Regions from separate parts of the Oryzias latipes genome. Here region 2 is linked to region 1. Evidence: chromatin contacts called from public Hi-C data. All regions are on one chromosome and are shown on one strand. Each heading gives the region's core, a stretch centred on a gene start, on an enhancer-like site or on the middle of the called end of the contact. The rest is flanking DNA. Distances are from core to core; before and after follow the strand shown.

What was found. Hi-C and Micro-C count contacts between places; a contact is called where the count stands out from the background.
Region 2: a contact with region 1 is called in a Hi-C map of embryo, with 1.9 times the contacts expected there. The contact joins the enhancer-like site here to the promoter of pebp4 in region 1. A contact is called at or near these places in 2 of 5 Hi-C or Micro-C datasets (embryo and fibroblasts).

What each region holds. Positions count from the first base shown.
Region 1 is chr9:16,846,520-16,853,518 of ASM223467v1, forward strand. pebp4 (phosphatidylethanolamine-binding protein 4) reads left to right here and starts at 5,392. Exons shown (of 5, transcript XM_023958552.1): 1 at 5,392-5,500. The coding sequence starts at 5,498. rhobtb2 (rho-related BTB domain-containing protein 2) reads left to right here. Exons shown (of 10, transcript XM_011479314.3): 8 at 1-3; 9 at 153-258; 10 at 499-1,637. The coding sequence ends at 701.
Region 2 is chr9:17,048,277-17,054,685 of ASM223467v1, forward strand. All of the region lies in intron 1 of LOC100125511 (bone morphogenetic protein 1), which reads right to left. Among protein-coding and RNA genes, the nearest start is that of LOC100125511, 3.8 kb to the right of the region's middle. Within about 2 kb of position 2,580, at least 4 of the 8 cell types and tissues checked have an H3K27ac peak or open chromatin away from gene starts, as enhancers often do. A contact at or near this core is called in embryo, where this site is marked.

The DNA of each region.
Region 1 (6,999 bases), core at 4,142-6,641:
CAGGTAGAAGGATTCTCCTCATTTATTAGTACAATCTTTAAAACATTAGACATGTTGAACACTTTATTTGATAAAGATGTAAAAACAGTTTTCTGAGTACAGTTGTTTTCAATGTAAAAAAAGAAGACACTTTCATGTTTGTGTTTTGACAGTTCCATGGTGCGCATCAGCTAGCAGGATGGTGTCTGCATCATATTTGCACCAACTACAACAGTGTCTGCCGCAAGTTTCCCCGAGATATGAAAGCCAAGTCTCCGGGTAATGCATTTGTGATCTGTCACACACCGTTTCCTGTCATTAAGGCTGAACTTGCTGCTAACCTACAGTTTTTGTTGACCAGGCATGTCCAAAGTTATTCCTGTGGGCCAAGTGCAGCCCACATTCAAATTTCTCACTAAAAGATGGCTAAAAAATTACTGATTTATGTCTTTGATATTTTGGTTTTATTGGAAATCTGCATTTTCAAAACTTCGAAAATATATATTTTTTCCCCCACAGACAACCAGGAGTACTTTGAGAAACATCGCTGGCCACCCGTTTGGTACTTGAAAGAAGATGACCACTACCAAAGGGCTCGCAAAGAGCGTGACAAGGAGGACTATATGTACCAGAGAAGGCAATGTAAACGCAGGTGGCTCTTCTGGAACCTTCCTTCTTCCCCAAACTCAAACTCCCCTTCAGGCTCATCAGCTTTCATCTGATCAAGTGGTAAGGGTGGATGCAGTCTGGAAGCTATTGTGTACAAGTCATTAAAAATAACATAAAAGATAACCTCTGCTTGCTCAGTACACCTGAATGATCAGGCACTCTGCTTCTGCTGAAAACACTGCTCCCAATGTTGTGAGGTCCTGATAAAAGTAGTGTTTTTTTGTAAATGTAGAGTTTTAGCTTTAGAAATATTTAGATTAAGTTTTCAAACGTGACAGAGCATCATGGAAAGACAGAAGTTTCACCTCATTGTCAGTTGACCTCAACTGAGAACCAAGTGCTGCTTATCAGCTGCAACAACCAGCAGTTCCACACAGAACCTAAGTCTCAGAGATATAACACTTTGCCCTTAAGTGTTTGCACAATCTTCCAGGCGATATGACCTCTCAAACAGGATGTAACAACATGCTCAGAAACTGTAACGGAAGCTTATTCTAGTCACTCATCATAATTGAAACAATAGCAATTTTTTTTCTCTGTCAACTCTATTTTGACATGTGTTTTTTCAATTGTGTACAACTTTCAAAACTAACAGTGGTATATGTCTGGATGCACAGCATTTGTACAATGTGATCTTGTGATTTAAGACCTCTTGTCATAAAAGGGCTTTAGTTTACATGAATGTGTTAAGTTTGCTCTTTTCAAGAGATCCTAAATCAAAGGAAAAAAATGTTTTCTGTAGGATGCACGCAAAACAATTTCTATCGTACATATTTTACAATGTTTTTGTTATGTTTCAAATGGTAAAAAATAACATCCGGGTTTCACAAAATTCGATTCTTTTTTTTTTTTTTTTGAGTTAAAGAAGTTATAGTAATATTTTTATTCATGTGTTTCCCTGATCTGTCTCACAGAGATTGCTTAAGGCCATGTCACACAGCCACTACATACATTTTGCACGGATGACAATTGTTCATATGTGAAATATATGTGAGGAAAGTGAGAAAAGTTGTGGTCTTCACGTGAAATTGTCACAGATGCATCACAAATTAACCACATTCAATTAATGGAGAAAGCACGAATAAACCATGCAAAAATCATAAACAATTGCGTAAGATTTACATAATAATCATGTATAAACTATGTAAAATATGTTTAAACCGTGTTAATTCTCAACTGTCCAAAAATTGTGAACACCTAAAAACTGAACTCGCGTAAAGACCCATCAGCCGATCTGTGCACATCAACAAATGACAAGCGCAAGACACTTATGAATTACGTATATTACGCATCTATCACGATAGACTAGAGCTGTGACGGTGTAGGATTTTTGATCACCGTGGTGATGAACCAGCAGGGGGCGTGTGTCGTGGTTAACCACAGCCCCCCCCAAACAGAAAAATCCCCCAGCGGCCGCGTTGCAAATGAATACAACTACAACGCAGTATTCTTTCTTAACAAATAACAGTAACAACTAACTACTACCTATGCGTGTGTAGGAGGAAGGAGTGTGCACAAGTGTGTTGGGGATGCGTGTTGATTCTTCTGCAGCGGACCGCTCTAGCTGCACGCGATGCTTCACTTGTGCTCTCTGGTTCTCAGAATATTATATATTGCCCAGTAATAAACAAACTGCAGACAGTTTGTCACCTTTCCAGTAGCCATGAAGCCTGACACCCATGAAGAACGCGGGGCAGGAGGCTCCGCCTTTATTTATACAGACATGTAACGTTGCGCTGCACAAAATAGTTCCCAAACAAAACATGTAGTGATATTCATCGAAATCTAACAGTGCACGTTCATGTTTGGTGTTACAGAGTGAAGGAGAACAGTAATAACCCCCCCAACACAAAATCCTCTGGCAGGCAGCCGCGTCACGCACTCAAGAACGCACGCAGCATGTAATGGAAATGAATACAATGGAAAGAAATAATTAAAACGCAGTAAATTTGTCGTATTTCCTCACGAGACGGAAACTTCTGTTGTAGAATGAGGATGTGTTTCTGAAACCGCTTGCGTGTGTGTGTGAGTAGAGGGAGCGCGCCGCGTGCAACGTAGAGGGAGTGAGAGCCGCGTGCCGGCAAGAGGGAGAACATTAATAAAAGCTTTCCCCCAGAAACTCTTGAAGTCTGAACACAGGACTAGCAGAAAAAAGTAAATTATCAGCAAAGATGAATGTGTTTAATGTGTTTATTATAGTTCCAATCATGCACCATATGCAGAACTTTAAAAACAAAACAAAAAAACAAGTGCCGTGATGCGGTTATCGTCACACCCCTATGATAGATTACCTACATTGAAAATGAGCAAAATGTAGGTAGTATGACATGGCCTTTAGTTTTCAAAATTTACCCTAGCTAATAGACTACCCTGCTTGTTTTTCACACAAGTGGAAGCTTCTTCCCATTTATTTGAGGTTTCTTTTAATATTCTACACACTTGAAACATTTGTTTGACTTCAAATGTACACATGGGTCATTCAAAAAAGTTCATGAAGCTGCTTTTGTGCAACTTGTCTGATGGGTGAAAAAAGGGGAACAGAGACATATGAAGAACACCAACTCATATCAAAGCATTTTTTTTTAATATTTTATATACATCAAAGTATATGTTGGCTGATGATTTTACTTGATTGTGAAATAGTTTTCAGAATATGTTGTATTAGCAGCCATCGTTTGCAGTGGGAACATGCAGTATTGTAAATTGTATTAAATATCAGCTGATGAAATGCATCATTCTAATGTGCTGTTACAGAATACTGTGCACTGCAGGCAGTGAGCAGATTCATTTTTTTCGTATTGATTAATGCTGACTGTATACTTATTTGACCTGTGATTTTTTGCTGCACACCTGCAAATGACAGAAAGTGACTGAAAACTCCACATGCGCTGACCTCCGGCCACGTTTCTCATGCATAAACCGAGGCAATTCCCTTTCACAGGCGATAATTAGCGAAAAGCTTAACAGTCCAAAGTAGAAATATGCAGACATAATGATGATATTATAGAGATGTGTGCGTCATCCATAAAATATGCTGTTGTTAGCATAACTGTGAACCCTGACTGCAGTGCTTGCCTCTATACCCCATTTATTATGGGAAACTTCTTTTTTTCTATAAGGGATGGGTTGTTCTTTTCCATCCTCTTTACTGAACAGAGTCCAACCTTCGTGTAAAATTGGAAAAAATCAGTTCAGAAGTACTGTGGATTTTCACACCTATATGAAGTTCTGACCCAGTAAAACATTTTTAGAAATTCTAAAACTATTGCATCATCACATAACCAGTAAGGTATAAAATAAAACTATAACTTACATTTTAATACCAGTAGATTATTTCTCTTGGAAGCAAGGTTTAGTTTAATTGTATTTCCACACACATTTTTAATGTTTAAACATTCAAATCCGTCAGAAAGTTAGTCACATAAATTCAGTCTTTGGAAGATTTATCCTACAAAACATTGTGTTTTGTTTTGTAGTAAATCTGAATGTTCTATGTGAGTAATATCCAGGTCATAGTTAATTGTAAAACTGTGACAATAAATTGATCTATGTTGTTACGTTGGCTTCAGCTGTAAAGTTCACAAACATATACATTTCTCAGCGATCCTTCTGTTTATGTGTTTGCATTGACAACACCCCATGCCTTAATGTACAGTGTATGGTATAATGTGATATTGAATGTAAAGTAGTGCAACCTTGGTCTCATGTTAATTTGCCACATCTTCAGCTGCCATGGTGCTCTTCAGGCTGTATTGTAACCGTGCACAATCTGTGTTTTGGATCTAAAGCAGTCTGTTGGTATGTCATTTGAGAAGTTTGATGTGTGTGTGCTTTAGTGTCACATGCGTTTAGGCTTTATGTGCATTTTATGGCCAACATCAATTGATTCAACAAATCAGTGAGGTCTTAATAGACTAGAACATCAGATAATATTAACCATAGAATGAGTGCAGGGAATTTAAATTCATAACATTAACATTTCTTCAACAAGCTTCAGCTTCAAAAGAATACTGACACAATATGGGTATCATGAGTTTAGATTCTGAATCAAATATGTAAATATATGGTTGGATGACCTCTGCAAAGCTCGCGTAGCAACTTACACAATCTATTGCATATATAACAGACAGTTTTGTACAAAGCATAAAATGTTTTTCTTTGAAAACAACAAACTTGCACTGCTTTGTAGCACGATGTTCTCTTCAAATTGTATGAAGTTGTACTGCGATATTGTTAGACAATATTTAAAGTGAAATTCAGGTAAGACAAAAAGGATTAGATCATAAAGTACAGAGACGCTGTATGTGGGGCCCTTTCCTGTTTAGGTGCTATCACCGCTGCAGAGAAGCACAAACCAAAGCAAGTTTTAGCAGCACTAAGAACAAAATAATAAATGCTGCACAATCACTACTACTTAGTTTAAAGAGGCCTTTTATAAAAATTATTGGAATAAAAACTTACATCAATAACACTTAAATAACAATAATAAAAAAAGAAAAACTTGAATGTTTTCTCAGTGGTTAAAACCTGGTTGGTTTTTCAGTAGTCTCCAGGTTTTTTCCCCCCTCAAAAGCTGTTTTTATGATTTAGCAGCTGCAAACCTAAAATTCTGTAGCATGTGTTGTTCAAAATGTGTAAATAATATTTACTAAATAAACAAAGCGCAAACTATAAATTCTGAGTTTTTTTTATTTGCTCTCGATTTTGTTTATGTATTTTTATTTTGGCGGAGCTTGCCCTCACCTGTTGCTGCTTATGACGTCAGCGGCCTGTTCTGACAGCGGACTCCACTGCGGCAGCCGAAGACCCGGAGGAGGAAACCTGCCTCCGAAAGAAGGGCCTGTCAAAGATGGTAAACGCGCCAATTTACAGTGACGCAGCTGCCGAAATTCTGTATGCCAAGGAAGTTTGTACTTTATACATTAAGCTAGAGGACTTGACGCACTCTTTCATCATGGACTTCCAAGTTAAAATTGGAAGCTTCCGAACTTAGTGACGTGTAAAAATACGATACTTAAAATTAATATTAAAAAAAGTGAGAACTGTGTGGGAAACGTTATGTTACCAGAAGTTAAATTATAGCTTAAATTAAACGTTTTAATAACGATAAAGTAATTATTAAATGAGCTAGTCTAAAAAGAAGCAAAGTTATAAATAGAAGCTGTCTGATGTGTCCTTGCGCGTGAAGACATGACTGAGGGAAAATCAATGCGCACGGTACTACTTTTTTTTAGATAGATTGAAAGACAGACAGACGGTTTACTTCTCTTTTCAATAATACTACATTTTTAAGGAATGCATTTGTGTTTAGCAAAGCTAAGAATGAGTTTGTCAAATATTTTCTGTCAGTGTCAAGCCCCTTTGTGAGCTTCTTGGACCGTTGTGTGTTATATATTGGGTGATGCCAGACACCAGCATCTCAAACAGATGAGGCCCCCAAAAAGACGCTTTCCACACACTGCCAGCACATATTAGGTACTGTCTGCTGTCTTACACAGATTTGCAGTTAAGATTTGCAGGACGATATGGCCAATGGCTGTTTGGCTGGACAATCTGAAGGAACTGCACATAGCCAACGTCAATGCAAAGAGGTATCTAGACCAGATTCTTCAACCATTGGCAGTCTTGTATCTCCACTAACCAAACTCTATCATCCAAGATGACAGTGCATGTTCCCAGAGAGTGAGGTTTATTGGAGACTATCACCAGAATCTGCGACTGTAGAGGATGGAATGTCCTGCCAGCAGTTTTGGTCTCCACCCCGTTGAACACTCATGGGATCTGTGGAGACACTGTGGCAATGTTATTCAAGGGTGGAAGCCAAATACTCAGCTCTGCTGCTCCTCCCACAAATGTACGTTCCCTTCCAAATCTGGCTCTGTTGAAAATAAACTGGCCTTCTAATGGTTAAAAAAAACTACCCAGGAAGCATTGTTAAAATGAAGAAAAAATCCACCAAACACAAATTTCTTTATATTCTCATTTTTCTTTACATAGAGATTGATTATTTATCATCTGCACTGTAGTCTGGCCTAAAGGAGGACAATACTTGAAACATAGTTGTCAAAAAGTGCTGCACAGAATTAAATAAAAGTTGAAAATCTTAGTATAAGGAAGCAATAAGAGTAACTCAATGTCATAATCTGTAACAAGATAAAAAAACAGACAAGTGCTTCAGTAAAGTCCAACCAGTCTAACTAAAGTTTAGTATTCCACATTTCAGGGCATTTTTTATCACAACAATTAATTTACAAATTACTGAAGAGCAAATAATTGCAATGAAAAGGATTCCGACTTCACCTGTGAATTTCCACATGAGTGGGTAGAATCTTTTGCTTACATGGGTTATTG
Region 2 (6,409 bases), core at 1,330-3,829, 200 kb after region 1:
AACATGAAGCTCTTTAACAGAATGGAACAGTCAGCCAGTGCAGTCTAAAAGCCTCAGGACTTTCCTGCTGCTGTAAACTCCATGAAAGTTTGGTCAACCAGCTTCATTCAAGTGCTGATTGTGTAAGAAGCTTGTGAAAACAAACATGATCCTGAATGATTCTGTTCAGTTTACCCTCTAGTTGCATCGAGATAAAAATATTTGTTGAGCCGTACTATGACGGACAAACTGTTTTCAATTCTGTTACAGAGTTGGACAGATGGAAGTAAATTTCAAAGGTGAAGGTTTATATAATGCAGCAAGAATGAGTCCTGCAATCTTCTGTAATGATGAATTGACTAATGGACAGATAGATGCTCACCATTTAAAAAAATCACATTTGCACTTTTGCCAGATGAGAAGTTTCAGCTTGGAAACAATGCAACGCTAACACTGATTGGATGGAGCAATATGGGGCACCTTGAACGACTAACGGCTCCTTAATGAGGCCAAGGAGAGGGAAAATATCCAAACAGACCCAGTTTATGTGGAATGTGCTTTATTGGAGTTCTTATTAAATGCTCGTTTGCTAGAAAACTCCCCTGCAACATGTAGGTGCTCAGTTTTACTGGGGTTTTAACACCCGCACATTTTCAGAATTTATTACTCAGCTAGAATGCAGGGGTTGGGGGAGTGGGGTGGGGGTGTCACTGAAGAAACAGAGAAAGAAAACTGCAAAGTTGGGGGGGGGGGGGGGGGGGGGGGCAATTTATCTCTAAACAGGAAAAGGGAAAAGAAGAGGGACCACTCCTCTAGGCTCAGAACAAAAGTTCTGAAACTGAAGGCAGATGTGCACCAAAGAGAAGGAAAGAGATCGCTTTCTGCTTGTGGTTGAATAGAATGTGGGGTATTTCGGTTCAAGTGTGTTTGGCAAGCAATAATTTGGGTCAATGAAGTGCCTAACAGAAGTAGGGTCAAATTCTTCTTACAGCAGAACACACAGCGGGGTATTGCTCCAAAGCTTTTAGAAGGCTTATCATTGCAATCTGCAACAAAGCAAAAGTGTTTTATCCGCAAAAATAAAACTTGATAGAAGTACCAGACAATAAAAAGAACCGGTTGGTTCTCTTTTTTCATCACATGACTACGATTAAATAAATCTAGAGCTGGCTGTAGTAAATGCAGAGCAGTTTTCCTCTCTGTGAGACAAAGTAGACCCGCGACATGCTAATGACCGGACTAGCAGATAATGACAGCAATAAGAAAAGGTGTAGATGAGCTCTGGCAAGATGGGGCATGTTCTGATGACAGATTCCAGGGGTCAAAGAGATCTTCTAATTTGTGTGTGCCAAAAAAGAACAACACTTATACTGACAGCTATTGGCAGAAACTGTATCACTGATACAGAGACTCCACCAGATGTTGTTTATTATAAACTGGACAGACTCACTAAACCGTGACAATTTTTGCTTTTTTCTTCAGGTTATTGGATTCCCAGAAGTGCTGAAGGGAACAGACAGTCCCAGAACTATAAGTCCGAGTACAGGTCCTAAATCTAAATGCAGTGGAAATAGCACGCAAACCAAAGAAAATCCACCAGGTGATGTTTCTTTACGGGTTGCTAGGTGTTGGCAAGTTTATTTGCACACCAAAACTAAATAATCCGGTGAAAGCTTACCAATGTCTTCATCAGCTCCTGCTGCTGATGTTAGGAGAGGCCCTTTAATCCAAAATGTTGTTGTTATCAGACAAGAAGGCTAAAGTGAGCAAACTCCACAGTCTAATGGTGTTAGGACTCATTTTCCCCCAGACACAGGGGGTTGTATTTAGATGCTGGTGGAAGTTTATGAAAATAAATCACAGAGATTTTGTAAGTAATCCCCTTGTCTCCAGGCTTTAGGTTTACACAGACACATGGTTTTCAGAATCTTGAGTACAAAACTGCAGACTGGGATTGAGGCCAGACTTTGAGGGAAATTGACAAATTAGATATGTAGGGCTCTAATGATATGAAAAGCAAACACATAGACTGGTCTGGTATGCAGTGGATTATAAACGAATAAATGTGGCAGATGGCAAGTGATCACCAGAGTGCAGAGCTGTATCACCATCCAAACAGGAGTTCATCACCTGGATAGCAACAACTGCAACTATGATCCCTATTTGAATGCAGTCAAAAACCATAAAGACATTGAAGTTTTGGTGTATTTATTTCTAACATGCTAGTTTGAAAAATAAAATAAGTCAACTTCCCCCACTAATGATTTATTTTAATCTACACCATAATCTTTCTGATCTCAGTCTGCTTCCCCCATCAACCATCACATCTAGTCAGATTACACACGAGACCTCAATCATATTAATTCCCCTGATTTGTGTAATGCCCTAGTCTTGACCTTTATGGTGTCAAATACTCTTGGACCAATCCCACAAATCTCTTTCCGTGAATCCCAACCCATGACATCTGCCACTGAAAACTGCACCAACATCAATAGCAAGCCTAAGCAGACTGGAACTTCAGCCTATATTTAGAGAGCCAGTCCCACTGGGAGGCAGGGGCTTTACTCCTGACTGTGAGCTTAGAGAGACATTTAGACAGCCTGTCCTCATGCATGACCCAATGATGATGAGGGATGCAATGCTTGGCCACGGCCCGGAATGCATCACAATACCTTGGCACCACCTTTCCCAGCACAATTTGAATTCCTATAGAAGGTAATGGCGTATTGCAGAAAAGGTGATTACCATGCGATGATAGGAGGAGTATCACCGTTTAGGTTTTCATGCGGTATGAGATGTTTGTTGTTGGCAGTTTAGCCTCCAACACTCGGTTGAAATGAACCTAAACTTTTTTTTTTTTTTAAGTAAAAACTCTTCTTGGGTAATGATAAATGACTCCTTACATGAGCTGTGTGGAAACCGAGCCTCTTCCTCAACAAATCTTTACCATGACATTTCCAAACACCACAATTTAAGCCTGTGGCAGGAGAGGAAAAAAGGCGTATATAAACTTTTCATTTCAAAAAGGTAACTGGGGTGTAATTAGAGGGGAGTCACAAACAACAGCACGAGAATGAAGTGATTATTCCACACTAAAAGCCTGACATCCTCTCACCCACAACTGGGATCAAGACTGTGTTTCTGTCACCGCAGCATCCATCTTCCTGACAATGTGAGTGGCTTCTGCTGCAAATGGCACACAGCAAGAGCCTGCCTCACCTATAACATTTCACGCTCCATCAAGCCCATTAGTCCTCTGGATTTCCTAGATCCTCCCTGCAAGTGCTTACGGATATCTTATTGCCAGTTTGGCTCTCTCTAATGATTCATCAGCTTGCTAAACATTTGTCCTTCTTTTTTAATGTCACACGGTCTCTGAAATCCAAACTGAGATGAATAATTCAATGGATCACACAGACATTTTTCAGCTTTGCAAAAAAATACAACACAAGAAACCTTAAAGGTTAATAAAGAAATGAATTCAGGCTAATTGAAATCAATTAGCGTTTCGCAAACTCTAACAATACTCCAAAAATTACAAAAAGTACAAGCACGAATACAAAAAAAAGGGAGTTTGAGTTGAGCGACATCAAAACTTGTAAAATCTATAATTAAAGTCTCACTGCGATCATCTTCTGATCCATTGTAAAAGCATTCCCAGTGATCTTTTGATTATGATTATGCCGTTTTTAGCCAAAATCTAAAAACTTCTTGGACATAGTTTCTGCAGAGCGGCAGGAGTTCATCAGAAACATGCCTCTGAGTTGTGGGCGTGACTGTTGGTGCAGTTACCCGCACTTCCCAATAGGCCTGCACAATAAATCGCAAATTTATCGTTATCGCAATTTCAAACTGTGCAATATACATATCGCAAAAGTCAGCGAAAATCGCAATAAATGGTTAACCTTAAGAGTGCTAAAACAATCTTATGGCAGCTTTAAGTATTTAACAAATCGAATAATCCCTTTATGCATTTGACCAATTAGAAAGAGCTCTACACGTTGTTGACCAATCGGATGGAGCTTTTATGTTACATGTGTCCCTCCTAATTAGACGACGGTCATTTGGAGAATAATTTAAGGTATTTTGATTCTTATTTAAATTAAACGTTTGCAGTGAAATGGAAATGTTTTTGTTTTTTTTGCTATTTGTTTATGTATTGCAAGTTTAATCGGCATTGCACTAATATTGCATATCGCGAGTTTTCCTCATATCGTGCAGCCCTACTTCCCATCATCCCTTTAATTACACTTTCTCCCTCTAGCTTACAGCCCCTCACACCCCCAACCTAACATTAGTGGTGCTGATTCACAATGATTTGAATTAAAAAAATACTCAGAAAAAAAGTTTTAAGCTTAATTTTCTTTATGTGTCTATCATGACAAAAATGTCACAACAATTTTCATTGGAGTGGGTCTTTGAATAATTTACCCTTTGTGTTAAGAGACTGAGACGATATCTTAAAAAGGAAAGATCTGACAGTTATATGAGATGAAAAAAATCTGACCCAAGTTCTTACAAAAGAGGCAAAAGTTTTTTTTCCTGACAGAAGTCTGTTGCACATCTTTTTATCAGATGTGGCATCTTAAGCCAGCTTCTGTGAAGCAAGGAGGAGTTTTTAGTTATTAAAAAGCTCAAAGAGAACTCAGTAAAGCAAAAAACAACACACTGACAGTGAGTGAAGACACGAAGGATTTCAAGTCCCTGTTGGCCATGAAAGGAAGCTCGCCTCACCTGAGTTATGTTAGAACAGTAGAAAGTGACTGCCCTGTTGGAGTTTTGGGCGTGCAATCTGGGTCTGTGTGAGGCTCCTGAGCCAGCCAGAGGAAATAACTCCAGGCTTATGCAGAAACCGCTCGCACAGGAGAGAGCCACAACAAAAAAGGGGTGCACGTAGGTTGACCTGTCGGCAGCCACAGCCGAGGCAGCGCAGGAGCGCAAAGGTTAAGCCAATGCTCAAAGATTTAACATGTACAATAGACAGCACAGTCAGCTGGCATCGTCACCGGAGGCTTTAAGTAGATTATGATGTCTACGCCTCCAGCAATGGAATAACTCAAACCAGTCACAATTTTCTTTATCATCATTTGAGCAGAGCATCTGGTTCTCATTAATTTCTTATTATAAAAATTAGTTTTGTTTTATTGAAGTGTTTGGTTCACTAAGTGCCTTTTAAGGTTTAGCTGCCAATTTTTGTGTAAAATTTTACTCATGTAAACTGTGTTTTATAGGAAGCATTGACCTGTGTGAGGAATTAATAAAAATAAAATAAAACACTTTATTAAATACAAGTCACTGTTGGTTCACTAAGTTAAACCCTAAATGCAGATGTGAGAATAATATGTTTTATGAAAGAGCAAGCCAAAATGTTAAGAAACAGAAATCCCAAATTTCACAATACAGACGAGTGAAATCCTCCAAAAACGCTGACCTGTTACCACAGCAAGTGATCGAATTGCCTCAACGCTATGATGCAACTGACAAACGAGGAAAAACGAGAGAAAAATCAATAAACCAAGAACCATCAACACCGCCTTTGACCACAGGCTGTGTGGAGGTCATGAAGATGAGATATTGGATATTTTCCTGCAAGGTCAGAAGGAGAAAGCAGGTGACTTTTCCATGGAAAACCATCATCAAAACTCCAGTTGGCTGACATTTCATTTGGAACAAACTGGCCTATTCATCAAAAAAAAAAAGTCCTTGCCTTGAAGAGTTGAGTTCTCTGCTGGGACATGATGAACTCAGAAACCCCATTCAAACCAACACCACACTCAGTGTCATCAAATACGCTCCAATGTGAAGAAACTGATGTTACATTTATTTAGAAGGGAATACTTGCGTGACTCATCATAAACAGTGGAGTAAAAACAGGAAGGAACATCTTCATTTCTCCACAGCTTGACCTTTGTTGTGTTTATGCATCGAGTTTTACGTCCTTAAGCTCTGATTCTGCAGAAAGATGCTGAAAGCAGACATTTGGCTGGAGGAGTAAACTACTTACTTTATTCCTGTAAAGGCTGACACACTGGAAAGGGACAGATTCCCAGCTGGTAAGCACGTTTTGGGTTTTGGAGGTCACTTTGGATGAAGCCCACTCATCGTAATCGGAATATTTTTACTGGAGGAAAAAGGCTTGTTGGTTTGGTTCAGGTGGACCCCCCCCCCCCCCCCCTTTTTTTTGTGATGAAACCTCAATAAAAGGCCCAAAAATGATGAACTATGCAGAACTATGAGAAGAAAATGACACATTAGTCCTCCAAAGCTTCCCCTTTCCCCTCCTCCACTTTCTTTTATTACTCCATAAGCAGAAAAGAGAAGAAGAAAAAAAACTACAATTTCCAGAAATGTGAAGAGATCCTACAATAAAGCTCTCTTTTTAAATCTCAGTAAAGTCAGTAAAATGATTCCAAACATCTGACAGGACTTT